Linked DNA regions of Capra hircus: region 1 is linked to region 2. The links are chromatin contacts, called in public Hi-C maps. All regions are on one chromosome and are shown on one strand. The core of a region is the stretch at or near the end of the contact, and the rest is flanking DNA. Distances in the headings are between cores, read along the strand shown.

Evidence for each region. A called contact is a pair of places that touch in the nucleus more often than the background predicts.
Region 1: a Hi-C map of blood shows a contact between it and region 2, with 4 times the contacts expected there. The contact joins two enhancer-like sites. A contact is called at or near these places in 3 of 5 Hi-C or Micro-C datasets (blood and liver).

What each region holds. Positions count from the first base shown.
Region 1 is chr7:44,491,347-44,498,401 of ARS1.2, reverse strand. No RefSeq gene overlaps it. Among named protein-coding and RNA genes, the nearest start is that of LARP1, 67 kb to the right of the region's middle. Within about 2 kb of position 4,516, at least 2 of the 5 cell types and tissues checked have an H3K27ac peak or open chromatin away from gene starts, as enhancers often do.
Region 2 is chr7:44,367,450-44,374,638 of ARS1.2, reverse strand. It overlaps LARP1 (la-related protein 1), which reads left to right. Exons shown (of 19, transcript XM_018050127.1): 16 at 1,010-1,154; 17 at 2,547-2,656; 18 at 2,814-2,941; 19 at 4,457-7,189. The coding sequence ends at 4,657. Among named protein-coding and RNA genes, the nearest start is that of CNOT8, 32 kb to the right of the region's middle. Within about 2 kb of position 4,533, at least 1 of the 5 cell types and tissues checked has an H3K27ac peak or open chromatin away from gene starts, as enhancers often do.

The sequences.
Region 1 (7,055 bases), core at 3,267-5,766, 120 kb before region 2:
ATTTGAAGACTCTGGGAAGGGAGCTCTCTACAGTCCCCTTAAAGTGGAGTGGGGCTTCCAGGATGTGGTGCACACTGCCTGCTAAGTTGCTTCAGTCATGTCCGACTCTTTGTGACCCTATGGATGGTAGCCCACCAGCTCCTCTATCCACGGGATTCTCCAGGCAAGAATACTGGAGTGGGCTGCCATTTCCTACTCCAGGGGATCTTCCCGACCCAGGGATAGGAGCTGTCAGTAAAATGAGAGACTCCCATGTCAAGTCCCTGCCTCTCCCCTGATAGACCATGCCTCAGTTTCCTCCGTGTTCTCCATACCCTATTGCTAAGAGCAACGATTTCTCCCATTTTGCAGATGAGGAAACTGAGACTAGGGGAGGTGGCTGCATCCAGTGGCACGAATGAGGTGGAGGGCAGTACAGGGCACTCCAAGCCTCAGTGGCCATGAGGGCGCCCCTGCACCAGCAGCAGAGCTGGCAGGAGCGCTCCCAGGGAGGCAGGGTAAGCTTTTTTTTTTTCAGTCTTTTAAAAAAAATTTTTGGCCTCTCTGCTCAATATTAAAAAAACAAAGATCATGGCATCCCATCCCATCACTTCATGGCAAATAGATGGGGAAACAATGGAAACAGTGACAGACTTTATTTTCTTGGGCTCCAAAATCACTGCAGATGGTGACTGCAGCCAAGAAATTAAGACGCTTGCTCCTTGGAAGAAGGGCTATGACCAATCTAGACAGCATATTAAAAAGCAGAGGCGTTACTTTGCCAACAAAGGTCCACCTAGTCAAAGCTATGGTTTTTGCAGTAGTCATGTATGGATGTGAAAGTTGGGCCATAAAGAAGGGTGAGCACCAAAGAATTGATGCTTTTAAACTGTGGTGTTGGAAAAGATTCTTGAGAGTCCCTTGGACAGCAAGGAGATCAAACCAGCCAACCCTAAAGGAAATCAGTCCTGAATATTCATTGGAAGAACTGATGCTGAAGCTGAAACTCCAGTACTTTGGCCATCTGATGCGAAGAGCCAACTTATTAGGGAAGACCCTGATGCTGGGAAAGATTGAAGGCAGGAGGAAAAGGGGACGACAGAGGACCAGATGGTTCTATGGCATCACCAACTCGATGGACATGAGTTTGAGCAAGCTCTGGGAGTTGGGGATGGACAGGGAAGCCTAGCGCGCTGCAGTCCATGGGGTCACAAAGAGTCGGACACAGCTGAGCAACTGAACAGCAATAAAGCACGGCATGTGGAATCTCGGTTCCCTGACCAGGTATCGAACCTGCACCCTTTGCAGTGGAAGTGGAGTCTTAACCACTGTACCACTAAGGTAGCCCCCAGGGAGGGCAAGCTGCATGTCATCTCCCTCCAGCCCCTCCTGGAGTGCCCACCCCTCTCCAGGGCACATGCTGCCTGTGTCCTGGGCACACAGTTGCAGACTCTTCCCAGCTGAGGCCAGCCCTGGAAGGCAGCATCTGACCTTTGGACGTGTAAACAAGCCTTGGCCTGGCGCGGGGTGACCAGGCTTGTCCTTGGGATCTGCAGACTTGGGCAGCACCAGGCAGGCATGTGCGCATGTGCTCAGGCTAGTGGACCTCTACTTACCACTTGGAGTTGATTCTGGGGTCCTAAGAACCCACTGGGGGCTTTCAAGGATGTTTTCTAGGCCCAGGTTACTTCCTAAAAGAGGACCAGGCTGGAATCAAAGAATCCCGGGGGACCTTGAGGATCTGAGAGAGACATATACCCAGGGCTACACAGCAGACAAAGTCAGATCCACAAACAGAGCAGGCTAGTCACAGCTTCTCTGGGTCTTAGCAGCCTGGTCTATTCAGTGGGGAAAGGTCCACCAACATCCCTGGCTCACAGACCCCCTCCCTGCTGCAGTCCCTGACCCCACTGGCTCTCACCGCCCAGCCCTCCAGGTCCTCTTATCTCCAGGGCCCCGAGGCTGCTGATTCCTGGGACTAGGCCCGCCCTCCCTGGGGACACCAGATGGATGGGACTGCAGGGGCTGCGTGGGCCTGATATGGTGGCCCCTGGCCTTTATCAGTGGGGCCCGGGGCTCTGGCCAGGTACACGGGCCTGTCTGGTGGAGGGAGAAGTGGAGAGTGGATGCTCAGCTCCTGTGCAGACGAGATACAGGATGGGGACTTTCTTTAGTAATTAAAAAAAAAAAAACCCTATATTGCTTTCTCTGATTAGAAAGATTCAGGCATGTTACAACAAATGTAACAGAACAGAAATACATGGTATTGAAAGCGAAAGTGCCCGTGAATCTGTTTCCTATGCACAATCCCCAGGCCTAGTTTGGGGTTATCTCTCCAGATTTTTTGTGCACATAGATTAACCTTGGCAATTATTTACTGGATTGGAGTTGCGATAGGCTCCAACCCTGCAGCTTCTTGGCTTCCTAAGTGTTACTTCATCTCTCTGCGCCTCAGTCTTCTCATCTATAAAACCTTGCATGCACGTGAGGCGTGCGGCCCAGGCTCAGCCCCCAGAGATCTCTCTCCATAACCATCAGGGTCTCCTGCCTTGTTGTGTAACTGCCTTTATTTTTCTTTTAACAACGCAACATGCACATCTCGCCGTATTGGTGCCAAAGATGTAGCCCACTCCTGACAAATTCAAAGTTTTCCTTATATGTGTGAATTATCATTTATTATTTTAACCAATTTGATTGTGGTATGATTTACATAGAGTAAAATGTACCCATTTTAAGAGAACAATTCAGTGAGTTTCACAAATTTATATACATCCATGTAACCACCACCGTCATCAAGACCTGGAACATTTCTGTTGCCCCCAAAATTCCCTCATGCCCTTTTGTTACCAATCTCTTGTCCTCATACCCAGCCCCAGGTAACCAATAAACTATTTCCTGTCCCTAGAGTTTAGATTTCCCTTTTCCAGAAATTTATTTATTTACTTTTTGGCTGTGTTGGGTTCTAGTTGCAATACACGGGCTCTCTCGTTGCGATGCACAGACTCTCTGGTTGTGATGCAGGGCTCAGTAACTGCGGCCGGCATGCTGGCTCAGCGGTTGAACCTCCCAAGCTCAGTAACTCCATGGCTTGTGGGATCTTAGTTCCTTGACCAGGGATGGAATCTTGCATTGCAAGGCAGATCCCTAACCACTGGACCACCAGGAAAGTCCTCCAGAATTTCACTTTAACGGATAACACGGCAGGCACTCTTTGGGGCAAGGCTTCCTCACCAAGCGTGATGTTTCTGAGGCTCACCCATGTTGCTGTGTCCTGAGTTCATTGCCTTTCATTGCAGAAGAGTGTTTTACCGCTTCGATGTGTCAGTTTGGGTTTCCCTTCACCTGTTGACGAACATTTGGATTATTTCCGTTTGGAACTATACTCTTATTTTTAAAGCTGCAGAGTAGAAGGACCTTAAGATTGTTTTCCAGGTGTTTATTGCTACCTTATACTGTAATGAGCAGCCCTACACATCTCTATGGTCATTATTGCCAGAGGAGGCTAGAGGTATAATAGAAAAAAATTTTTTAAACAGACCCTTTTGTTCCAGCTGGAATCCCAGAGACCCAGACACAGCAGGCCATCTGCCCCAAATCGCCCTGTGAATCAGTTACTATGCAGAGGTCAGGATCCAGCTCTGCCTTTACCCTCCTCTCCCTTGCAGAGAGTAGGGTGAATGCTCCACAAGGAACACCCCAGTGCATCTCCTCACGACGAGGATGGTGAAGGTGGTGGTGATGGTGTCCGTGTTGCCCACCAGGGCTCAGCGCTCAACGAGGATGGTGATGGTGGTGGTGATGGTGTCTGTGTTGCCCACCAGGGCTCAGTGCTCAGCAGTGTCTCATGTGCTTTGCATGGATCTGCTCGCATTAATCCATACAATACTTAACTGAAGGAGGTGAAATTATGTGTTCCCATTCTATAATTAAAGAAAAACGAGGCATAGAAAGGCTAAGCATCTTGCCTGAGGTCTCAGAGCCAGGAAGTGGCAGAGTTGAGACTTGTACCAGGCAGGGGAGCTCCAGAGCCACTGTCCTCAGACACATTGGCCTTAAATCCCTGCTGAGCAGGGCAAGCGGGATGTGCCATGGTGGCGCAACCCGAGGCAAACATCAGGCAATCTGGGCTTCGTATTCCCAGCTTTGCTGTGTGGTGTGAGCCTCTCCTTTCTGTCTCCGGGACTCAAATTCCCCACCTACTAAAAGGGAAAGGGGGCAGTTGGGCAAGGCAGCTCCAGGATCGCTTGACAGTGTGGCTCTAGACTATATTCTAGAGCCGGGAATACAGGAGAAGAGGGAGCTAGAGCTTGCGGCTTCGCTCCCCGAATGAGGTCAGGAGAGGCAGGTGGTCTGGAGGCTTTTCTAGGCTGGACTCTTGGAGGCCTGGTCTCAGGACACAGTGGCCAGGATGGTGACCTGAACAAGAGATTTGGCTTCTGTCCACTGGGGCAGGCACGGCTGGCCCTCCGGTCAGAGCGTATTTCAGTGCTGACTTGGGCGCCTGAAGTCATGGAGTCAGCATCAGCAGATACCCAGCACTCGGGAGCACCACGCCCCGGGTTTGAGCCCTCCCTCGCCCTCCAGGCCACCTATCTCCTCACTGCCCCGGCCCCGGCCCTCAGGACCTGTACTCTAGGCACCCCTGCCTCTCTCTCCAACCTCAGTGAAAACATATGCACAGCCCTGTCCTCAAATTTATAGCAACAAAGGATGTATACACTATCCACATTTATTGAGCACTGTTAATATTTACATGAATTAATATTTAATCTTCCCAAAGACCCTATGGTGCAGATAGCATATTATCACATTTTACAGAGGGGATGTCTGAAACTCAGAGAAGCTGAGTGCTTGGCCCCAGGTCAGACAGAATGCACAGGTCAGAGCCAGGATGTGGGTCCAGACAGGCTGACCCTGAGCACACTGTACCCACCTCACTACTTCATTCTCCCTACCTAATGGCATCCCACAGCCTCTGGCTCCTTCCTGATACCATCCCTCTTACAACCATCCCTGTCCACCAGCCAGAGGTTGGAGAACAGTTTTGCTGTTAAGGACACAGTTACTTAGAGGTGATGGTCTTGGGTTCAAATCCTGACAGCACCATTAAGGACACAGTTACTTAGAGGTGATGGTCTTGGGTTCAAATCCCGACAGCACCATTCACTGGTCGTGTGTCTCTGGGGGCAAGCCTCACAACCTCGCTGAGCCTCACCTTGATCCATTCGTGATTGCATGCCTGCTGTCGTGTCTGACTCTTGGTGACCCCACAGACTGTAGCCCGCCAGGCTCCTCTGTCCATGGGATTCTCCAGGCAAGAATACTGGAGTGGGTTGCCATTTCCTCCTCCAGGGGATCTTTCTGACCCAGGGATCGAATCAGTGTCTCTTGGTCTCCTGCCCTGGCAGGCAGGTTCTTCCCACTAGTGCCCCCTGGGAAGCCTGAGCCTCACTTTGGGCCTCTATCAAATACAAATGACAACCAGATCCACTTCATATAAATCAGAATGTAGACCACCGGTTCTCAAAGTATGGTCCAGGGACCCCTGAAGATCTCCAGGACGCTTTCAAGGGGATCCCGAGGTCACAGCTGTTTTCATTGTAAGACTAAGAGCTTTTGCACTCTCGTTCTCCCACGAGTATACTATGGAGTTTCCCAGAGGCAACGTGTCACGTTATTTCATAGCAGATTGAACGCAGACACAGATGTGAGAATCCAGCTGCTCTCTATTAAAGCAGACAATAAAGAGATTTGGAAAAATGTAAAGCAGTGCTACTCTTCACCCTAATTTTTTCCTAAAGTATGGTTATTTTTTGTAACATGTATTTATGTTAGAGTGCTTAGTTATTTTTACATCATTGATATTTATTAAGTGTCTCAATTTCTATTTCTGATACAGTAAATATTGATAGACATAAACACCATAAACAAAAAATCTTTGGGGTTCAGTGATTTTTAAGAGGGTCTTGAGACCAAAAAGTCTGAGAATGGCTATGTGAGTGCAAGGCATCCGCTACATTTGTGGAAGGAGGTGCCCTTGACCTTGGACTCGCCAAGATGCATCATTCTTTTTCTCCAGGGCTGAGTGTAGAGGTCATTACTGAACCGCAGATGGCTGAACACTGGCCAAGAGAGACATGGCAGACCTTGGCCCTGGTTCCACCATGACTGGTCTCCCTGTGACCCTGACCAGACCCTGGAATGCTCTCAGCTTCCCCTTTCTCCACCTGAAGGACAGGTGGTCAGGCAAGCAAGTTTCTCAGGCACCTCAGACATATGGATCAAGCATGAGCAGTTAAGTCCTAAACTGCCAGCCTCGGGTCTGGAGCTTGAGAGCCCCAGTGGGAAGTCACACTCTGCCCCTAGCTTGGGGAGTGAGAATCGCTATGGCAGGGTCAAGAGACAGGATGCGAATGTGGGGAAAGCTCAACACTGGGGTCACCTGGCCTGAGTTTCCAGCCCCTGCAAACTCCGGTGCAGGACCCACAGCCTCACAGTGCCTCAGGGATGGCATCTGTAAAATGGGAAGGTTGAACCCTGGCAGCTGATGTTTCAGCTAGAATGTAGGAAGCCCTCAGCATGCAGGCCTGCTTTCCCTTGGTCTCCTTGCCTTGAAGGCACCAGAGTGCAGAGGTGAGAAAACCAGCAGGAGGAAGAGCTGAGCTGGGAGCTACATGGCCGAATCTAGGTTCTGTCGACATCCTGGGTGACCTCAGGCAAGCCCCTGCCCCTCTCTGAGCCTCGCTTACCAGGAACTTCAAGTGGCCACAGCCTGGGGGAGCTCCGAGTTGGCTTCTGCCTGCCTTGCAAAGCTGATGGTTGGTAGGAGATCTGGCAGACACCGGACTCTCGGAGCCTCTTGTCCCAGCTGAAATGCCATCCCCCACATCCTTGTCCTTCTCCCGAGGGCCAGGCTGTTCCCAAGTCAGTCAACCAACCTTTACTCAGCACCCATTCTCACCAAGCCACAGGGCTGACTGGAGTCCAGATGTTTTCTCTTCTTTGTGTTCCATTCCACTTCATCCGAATTCCAGGAACATTCACTTGGGGCTCAGGACTGGGCTAGAGATAAGAGA
Region 2 (7,189 bases), core at 3,284-5,783:
ACAAGACTGTTTTCCTAAGTAGCGGCATCATTTTATATTACTCACAGCAGTGTATGAGGGTTCTGATTGCTCCATATCCTCCTGACACTTATTATCGTCTTCCTTTTGAGTATAGCCATCCTAGTGAGTGTGTAATGATATTCTGTAATGGTTTTGATTTTATTTGATATGGTTTTGATAGCTAATAATGTTGAGCATTTTTTCATATGCTTAATGGCCATTTGTATATCTTCTTTGGAGAAATGTCCATTCATATCCTTTGTCTGTTTTTTAACAATTATTTGTCTTTGTTATTAAGTTGTAATTAGTTTTTATTCTAAATATAAGTCCCTTATCAGATAATATAATTTGCAAATATTTTTCCCATCCTGTGGATTGCCTTTCCACCTTGTTTGTTGATCATGTCCTTTGGAATACAAAGGTTCTTAATTTTTAAATGATACCAGAGTTTTAAAATTTTATCTGTTTGTTCTTTGGTGTTGTGTGTGTGTGTATATATTTTTTTAAATTTTTAATTGGAAGATAATTGCTTTACAATATTGTGTTGGTTTCTGCCATACATCAACATGAATCAGCCATAAGTATATATGTGTCTCTTCCCTCTTGAACTGCCCTCGCACGTACGATTTTTAGTTAATATTGTAGGACTCCTAAAATAATCGGTAACAATGATATGATGAATATAATTTGTTGAGTGCATGGATTGCTTATTTGTGCTTTTCCTGGCTCTGACTACACTGAGAGCAGTGATACTTGAGGTGGAGAGGTGGACCAGGATGTCCGCTTCAGAGGCAGATGCCACCTACTTCTGGGGGTGCTCAGGCCCCGTGCCCAGCAGCAGGGCCTGCTGCAGAGTAGTTAGTCCTCAGTGAATACTTCGCCGGAGACTTAACAGTGATGAGCAAAGGAACTGGGAGGAGAAAGGACTGATGTCTTTGAGCCACAGGATCATTTGTCCCCCGCAGCACAGGCAGCCTGGCTCTAAATCATATCTTTCCTCCCCAATCAGAGCGAAAACGCTTGGGCATTGGCCAGTCTCAGGAGATGAACACTCTCTTCCGCTTCTGGTCCTTCTTCCTCCGAGATCACTTCAACAAAAAGATGTACGAGGAATTCAAGCAGTTGGCTCTGGAGGATGCCAAAGAAGGCTACAGGTGAGTAAGATTGGGGTGAAGACTCTGACTGGTGCTTGAGAGATGGTGAGAGGGTATCTTTGTTGGATCTGCTTCCAGAACGGTGATAGGAAATCCATTGTGTATATATTTTGTGTACTTTATTTTAAAAAATTAGTACTTTTGAATAAGTAATATATTCAAAATTCAAAGAAGTCGTAAGGTTATATATAGCGAGAAGTCTTCCTCATCCTAGTTTTTTGGCCGTCTAGTTCCTTTCCCCACAGGCAGCCAGTATTGTTAGAATCTTGTGAGTTCTCTCTAAAAATACTTGGCTTATGTAAGCAAGGACAGACCTGTGTAGTCTTACCCACCCCACACACACTTCTTTTGTTTATATAAAAGATGGCCTCTATTGGGTAATATTTTGCACCTTGCTTTTTTAATTAATGCTGTATTTTAGAGATCATTCCATATCCATATATAAATAACTTTTTTTTTTTTTTATGGCTTATGTGGTCTTACTGTATAGCTGTACCATAATTTAGTCTCCTATTAATAGATACTTCAGTTACTTTTAATATTTTGCTATTAAAAAAAAACAAACTAGAGGGGCACTTTTCCCAAGTAAAATCTTTTCTCTGTGAACAATTTGAAAAGGACAAATGTTTAAAGAAGCTGGGGGAAAACATCCTTCAGTCCAGAGACAACCAGTGTTAATGTTCTGCCATATTTATGAATTCAGGTCATAAAAGAATGCTTTTTTTAATACGTTCTTCATCATTTATAAGCATGAGCATTTAAGTATCCATCAGTGTATACTTAAATTATAATTTTAAATAGATTGTATTATTCTGTTGTACAGTTATCATAATTTTTCTTAATCACTCTTCCAAGACTTAAGTTTTTCAAAAGAATGCTGCTATGAACAATTTTGGTACATCTATAAAATCTAAATCTACATTTTTGGTCATTTCCCTGTATACGTTGCTAGAATTGAAATTTCTGATTCCGGTGAGTGAATAGATGATCTAATTGCCATGGTCAAATGGCTTTGCAGAGAGCTCATGCTGGCGATTGACAAAATTTGCTTAGGGGACAGACAACAAATAGCTTAGGTTTGTGGAACATAAAGTCTCTTGTTACAACTCCTGTCTGCTCTAGCAGCAGAAAGTAACCAGTGATAACTTCATAGGCAGATGGGTGTAGGCAGAAGGCTGTTGTTCATTTGGCCCAAGTTTGCTGACCCTCGGTGAACGTTTAATGCTGGACTCATTTAGACTAGCATTAAATGCCAGCCTTCCCAGAGAACACTTAGCATTTTCTCAGTAATCCATGTATTTTAAATGGTTTCATAGATCTGTCATCCAGATACATTTCCTATTTACAGACAAAGAAACTGTCCTGATTTCACTGACTTGTGTTCTCCTACAGATATGGTTTGGAGTGCCTTTTTCGATACTACAGTTACGGCCTGGAAAAGAAGTTCCGGCTGGACATATTTAAGGACTTTCAGGAGGAAACCGTGAAGGACTACGAAGCAGGTAAGAGTCGGAGCTGGGACTCTGTGAGCCCTGGTCATCTATCTGTCTTCTTGGCCCCTGGGCTTGTCTGTATCACATCACATCCCCTTCTCCTGAGCCTCTCTGTTCTTAACTTCTCAGCGGCCAAGCTTCTTTCTACCTCTCTATTTCCCTGCAGGTCAGCTATATGGGCTAGAAAAGTTCTGGGCCTTCTTGAAATATTCCAAAGCCAAAAATTTGGACATTGACCCCAAACTTCAAGAATACCTCGGCAAATTCCGACGTCTCGAAGACTTCCGAGTGGATGTGAGTGGATGTCTCTCATCTTTCCCACCCTGATTGTCTTAGAAGGAAAACTGAACCAGAGATCTGGATACCTGGGTTTTGATCCCAGCTGGGCCACTAGCCCAGGGACCCTTCTTGTCCCTTTTGGGCCTTAAGTTTCTTTAAGAGAAGGTATGAGAAGTGGGCAGTGAAGGCTCATTGGAGGGTTTGTGATCACTCCCCACTCCCTTTCCCATGGTGGATGTGGCTGAACCATCGTAATGCCCTTTCTGTGTTACCTCCATCCCTCTTTGCTGCTGTGCCCTATTTAGAGGTGATCAGGACGAGTACCGTAGGTAAATGTTCTTATTCTTTCTGGGAGAGGTCAGTTCCAGCCCTAGAACTTGATAAAGTATGTCTAGTTCTTCCCTGCTCCTCCCACTTCTTCTTGGCACAGTGACTCAACAGTGACATCCAGTGGTGGTCAAAGTTATGACTACTGGTTCCTCTTCTGTCCTGAGTGTATCAGGGATTCCAGAGATAAGTAAAACTTTTTCCTTCAAAGTGTTTATAGTGTAGTAGGGATATGCCAGTCGTGTTACTTCCTTGAAACCTTTTAGCAAAAGGGCAAATAGAAGTAAGTAAGAGTCCTCACATACATTAAAAAATTTGACTTTATTGTGTGTCAGACACTATGCTTTAACCTTTTTAAACCTTTGTAAAGTGAAGCAGGCAGGGTTCTTATTGTCATCCCTATAGCAGTGGATGATCAGGAGCCCACGGCCAGCCAGTGAGATAGTGGCAGTACTGCTTAGGTGTCCTGACGACAAGTTAGGCCCGTTTTCTTCCATCCTTAAGGACTTCCTCCTTTGGGGGCTGGAGCGGGGGGAGGGTGCAGAGGGTGCATGTGCAGAGAACAGGGAGACCTGTTGGGAGCAGAGCAGAAAGGGCTCAGCTTTGGCTCCCAGAAAGGGGAGAGGTGACCTTGGGGTTACAGGACCTCTGGCAGTGGTGAGGCTAGACTGGATCCCAGTCTGACTCTTAATCAGTGTCCTTTTTAGGGCCATGAGGCAGTCCCCAGGAGTCTCTGGGCCTTCTGAATGGAGGCATGTCAGTGGATTGCATGCTACATTCCATGTACCGTCTCCTGAGCAGCCGCCACTTCCCAGAAGGGGAGCAGAAAGACGTATGGATAAGGCCTGGGCTTCAGTGCTGAATAGGCCTGTTTCAGATTTTGTCTTTACCCATTAAAAGTTCTGGACCTCTTGGCAGCAAATTATTTTTCTGTGCTTCGCTGTCCTCTTCTGTGAAATTAGATGGTCATGTCTACATCAAAGGGTGGTGTAGACCCCATGAGTAAATGTGCATAAATCAGCACAAGGTTTGACATCTTGGCGTGAAGATGTGCTTAATAAAACTAGTGACTAGTTCTTAGGGTTATAAACCTATTTATTATCTACACTGGGAGGTAGGAAGTAGGGGGTTTCTGAATAGCCCTGGCAAGGGCGGGGTTGTGGGTAGTGCTCCCTAATCACTGTGACTCCCACCTTGTTACAGCCCCCCATGGGTGAGGAGGGCAACCACAAGCGACACCCAGTGGCGGCAGGAGGTGGCAGCGGCGAGGGCAGGAAACGGTGCCCCTCCCAGTCTTCCAGCAGACCCACCAGCCAGCCCCCCACACCACCCACTGGCCAGCCCGTCCGGGAAGATGCCAAATGGACAAGCCAGCACTCGGATGCACAGACTTTGGGGAAGTGAAAAGCCCTTTAGCCCTGGGGTTTTGGGGGGAGAAGGGATGGAGAGGGTAGGTGAGCGTCTGTTGGGGTGCCCAGTCCCAGGAGAGGGGACAGAGAAGGGACAGGCCTGTAGTCATTAAGATGGGCCTTCGTGCTGAGTAGCAATGTGTATACCATTTGGGCTATCAGAGGTACCCCTGGGCAGGAGCCTCCACACACCCCCTTCCCTCTTCTCTTTCCATGACTCTTCTTCACATCCTAGCTTCTTCTAAGGGGGGGAGGGCAAGGGGGGAAATTTTTATATATATATATATATATATATATCAAGTTTTAAATTATTGATAGTTCGTCTGGATTACCAAAATCACTCTGCAGCCCTGCCCGCGGCTGGTAGGCCGCAACCCTGGTCCCCATCCACAGCTGCCTCCTGCTCCCCCTCAAGCCAACTATGCAGCCCACAAAAAGGCCCTGTGGGCCCCATTGCCCAGCACTGTTTCATAAAAGGCTCTGGCAGCGTCCCTGGGCCCTACAAGCACCAGCCCCTTGATCATCTGGGGCTTGCCATCGCCATGTTCTCTCCCTGCTGTCCCCATTACACCCTTCTGCCATCTTCTGGGAGGAGGAAACCAAAGGATCTAGAAGTGGGGGTGAGGGAAGGTTTCAGCCTCTCTACATCCCCCTCTCCCCATGCCCCTTACTCCAGCCCAGAGAGACGCTGCTCATACCAGAAAAGACTATTGAAAGATGATTTATTTTATTTTTCTCTGACCTTTCCATCCTTGGGGAAATGAAAAGAAAAAAAAAAAAAGACAAAATCGACCATAAAAGACCAAAAAAAAACCATCAGAAAACCCCCACCTAATCCACAGAAAGTGATGTCTTTCCCCTACTCTTGGGATTTTTTTTGTTTTGTTCTTGGAAATAGTATTTTTTTAAAAGTTGCCTTATTGTGGAGTGGGAATCTGAAATACCCAAATGCCTGTTTTCCTCCGTGGAGTCAACTTGAAGAGCTCGCACCTTCTCTGGATGTGCCTGGGCTGGATTGGTTAGAATCTGTCTCTTAACTGAGTTGCATGTATAGCACCTCCTGCCTGTAGGCAAGAGAGTTGGGAGTGGCTCAGATGAGAGCCGTGCCCAAATATTCCCGCTGTTGCGTCATTTGAGGCTGACACCCTGTGTCCACACGCTGCTGCCACTGTCGTGTCGTCGCTCTGCTTGCTGTTCCTTTCGCCAGGCTCCGTCCTGCCGTGACGCCCTTCATCCTGCCTTCGGAACCCCAAGGCCAAGTTTGCTTCAGATTGTTGGAGGACAGCGCTGGCCTGGATCTGGGGCACACTTGTCCTCAGCCTGACCGTCTTCCCCCACCTCAGAGGGGAAGGGTGAACACTTGGCAGCTGAGGCTTGGAAACATTGCTTGCATTCCCTCGATCGATCTCTGAGACCTCCAGGAGGCTTTGTCTCTTGAAAGGTGGAGAAGGATGCTGTTCTCCTCCCGTGGGCCGGGTGGGTTTGTCCATCTTGCATCACCCCTCTGCAAGCCATCTCTGCCCACCTTCCAGTTGACCCTGCCTAGGAACAAGTGATGAGGAGGCTTTGAGGGTATGGGTAATCCTGCCAGTTGGAGAAGCCCCATGGCCAGAAGGTATATGTGGACATAGAGTATGCCTGTCTTCACTTCTCCAGCCACTGACTGATTGTCTCGGGCTGTGAATGATTAGTGCAATGGCCGGTCTCCTGGCAGCTGCAGCTAGGGACGGTGACCCATGACTGGCCTTCACAGACTGGACTGGGGGCTGGGCGTGGGCATGATGACACACTCACCCCGAGGTGGTGGTGGTCATGCGCTCACACTCTCAGCTCTCTTCAACTGCTTCCTCTTTTGGGCCCTAAATTTGGGAGTAGAGGCCAGCATCTCAGGCTGGCAAGGGCTTGTCTTCTGTCTTGGGCACCTCACTGCTGTGCCACCCCGCCCACCCCAGCCTCCACCCTCCCATTATGGGGAAGCCCATCTCCATCCCTCTGAGCTGGTTGCCTAGAAGGCCAAGATGAGTGTCTGCTCTGTGCTCTGACAGTGGAGTCTGGGCCTCTCCCTTGCCAGCCCGGTGCCTGCCCCATGATGTACCACACACCGGACACCTGGACCCCCTCCTTCCCTTAATTGCCCCTTTTCCTTCGGGTTGCTCGACCCTGTACTGCTTCCAGCACCATAGTAACCTCAGTGTGTGTTCTCTGCTGGGTTTGGGGTCACAAGGAAGCCTTGAGAGTGTGGGCTGTTGTCTAGAGTTTACTCCCAGGCCAGGGGCCTGCCATCCTCTCCCTGACCCTCCCCACAGACACCCCAGAGAGAAGAAGCCCCTTTGGGGTGGGGAGGTGAGGACTTCATCTCAATACAGGCTGGGGAGGAGTGGGGGGGTGCTTTTTTTCTTCCTTTTTTATTTTGTGTGACATGTTTGGAGTTAATGTTGCAAAGAGTAGTTTACATCTTCACTTTCTGAAGACACTTGAATTTAGGACCGATGTATCTGTGACAAGCATGCAAGGAGTGGCAAAGGAC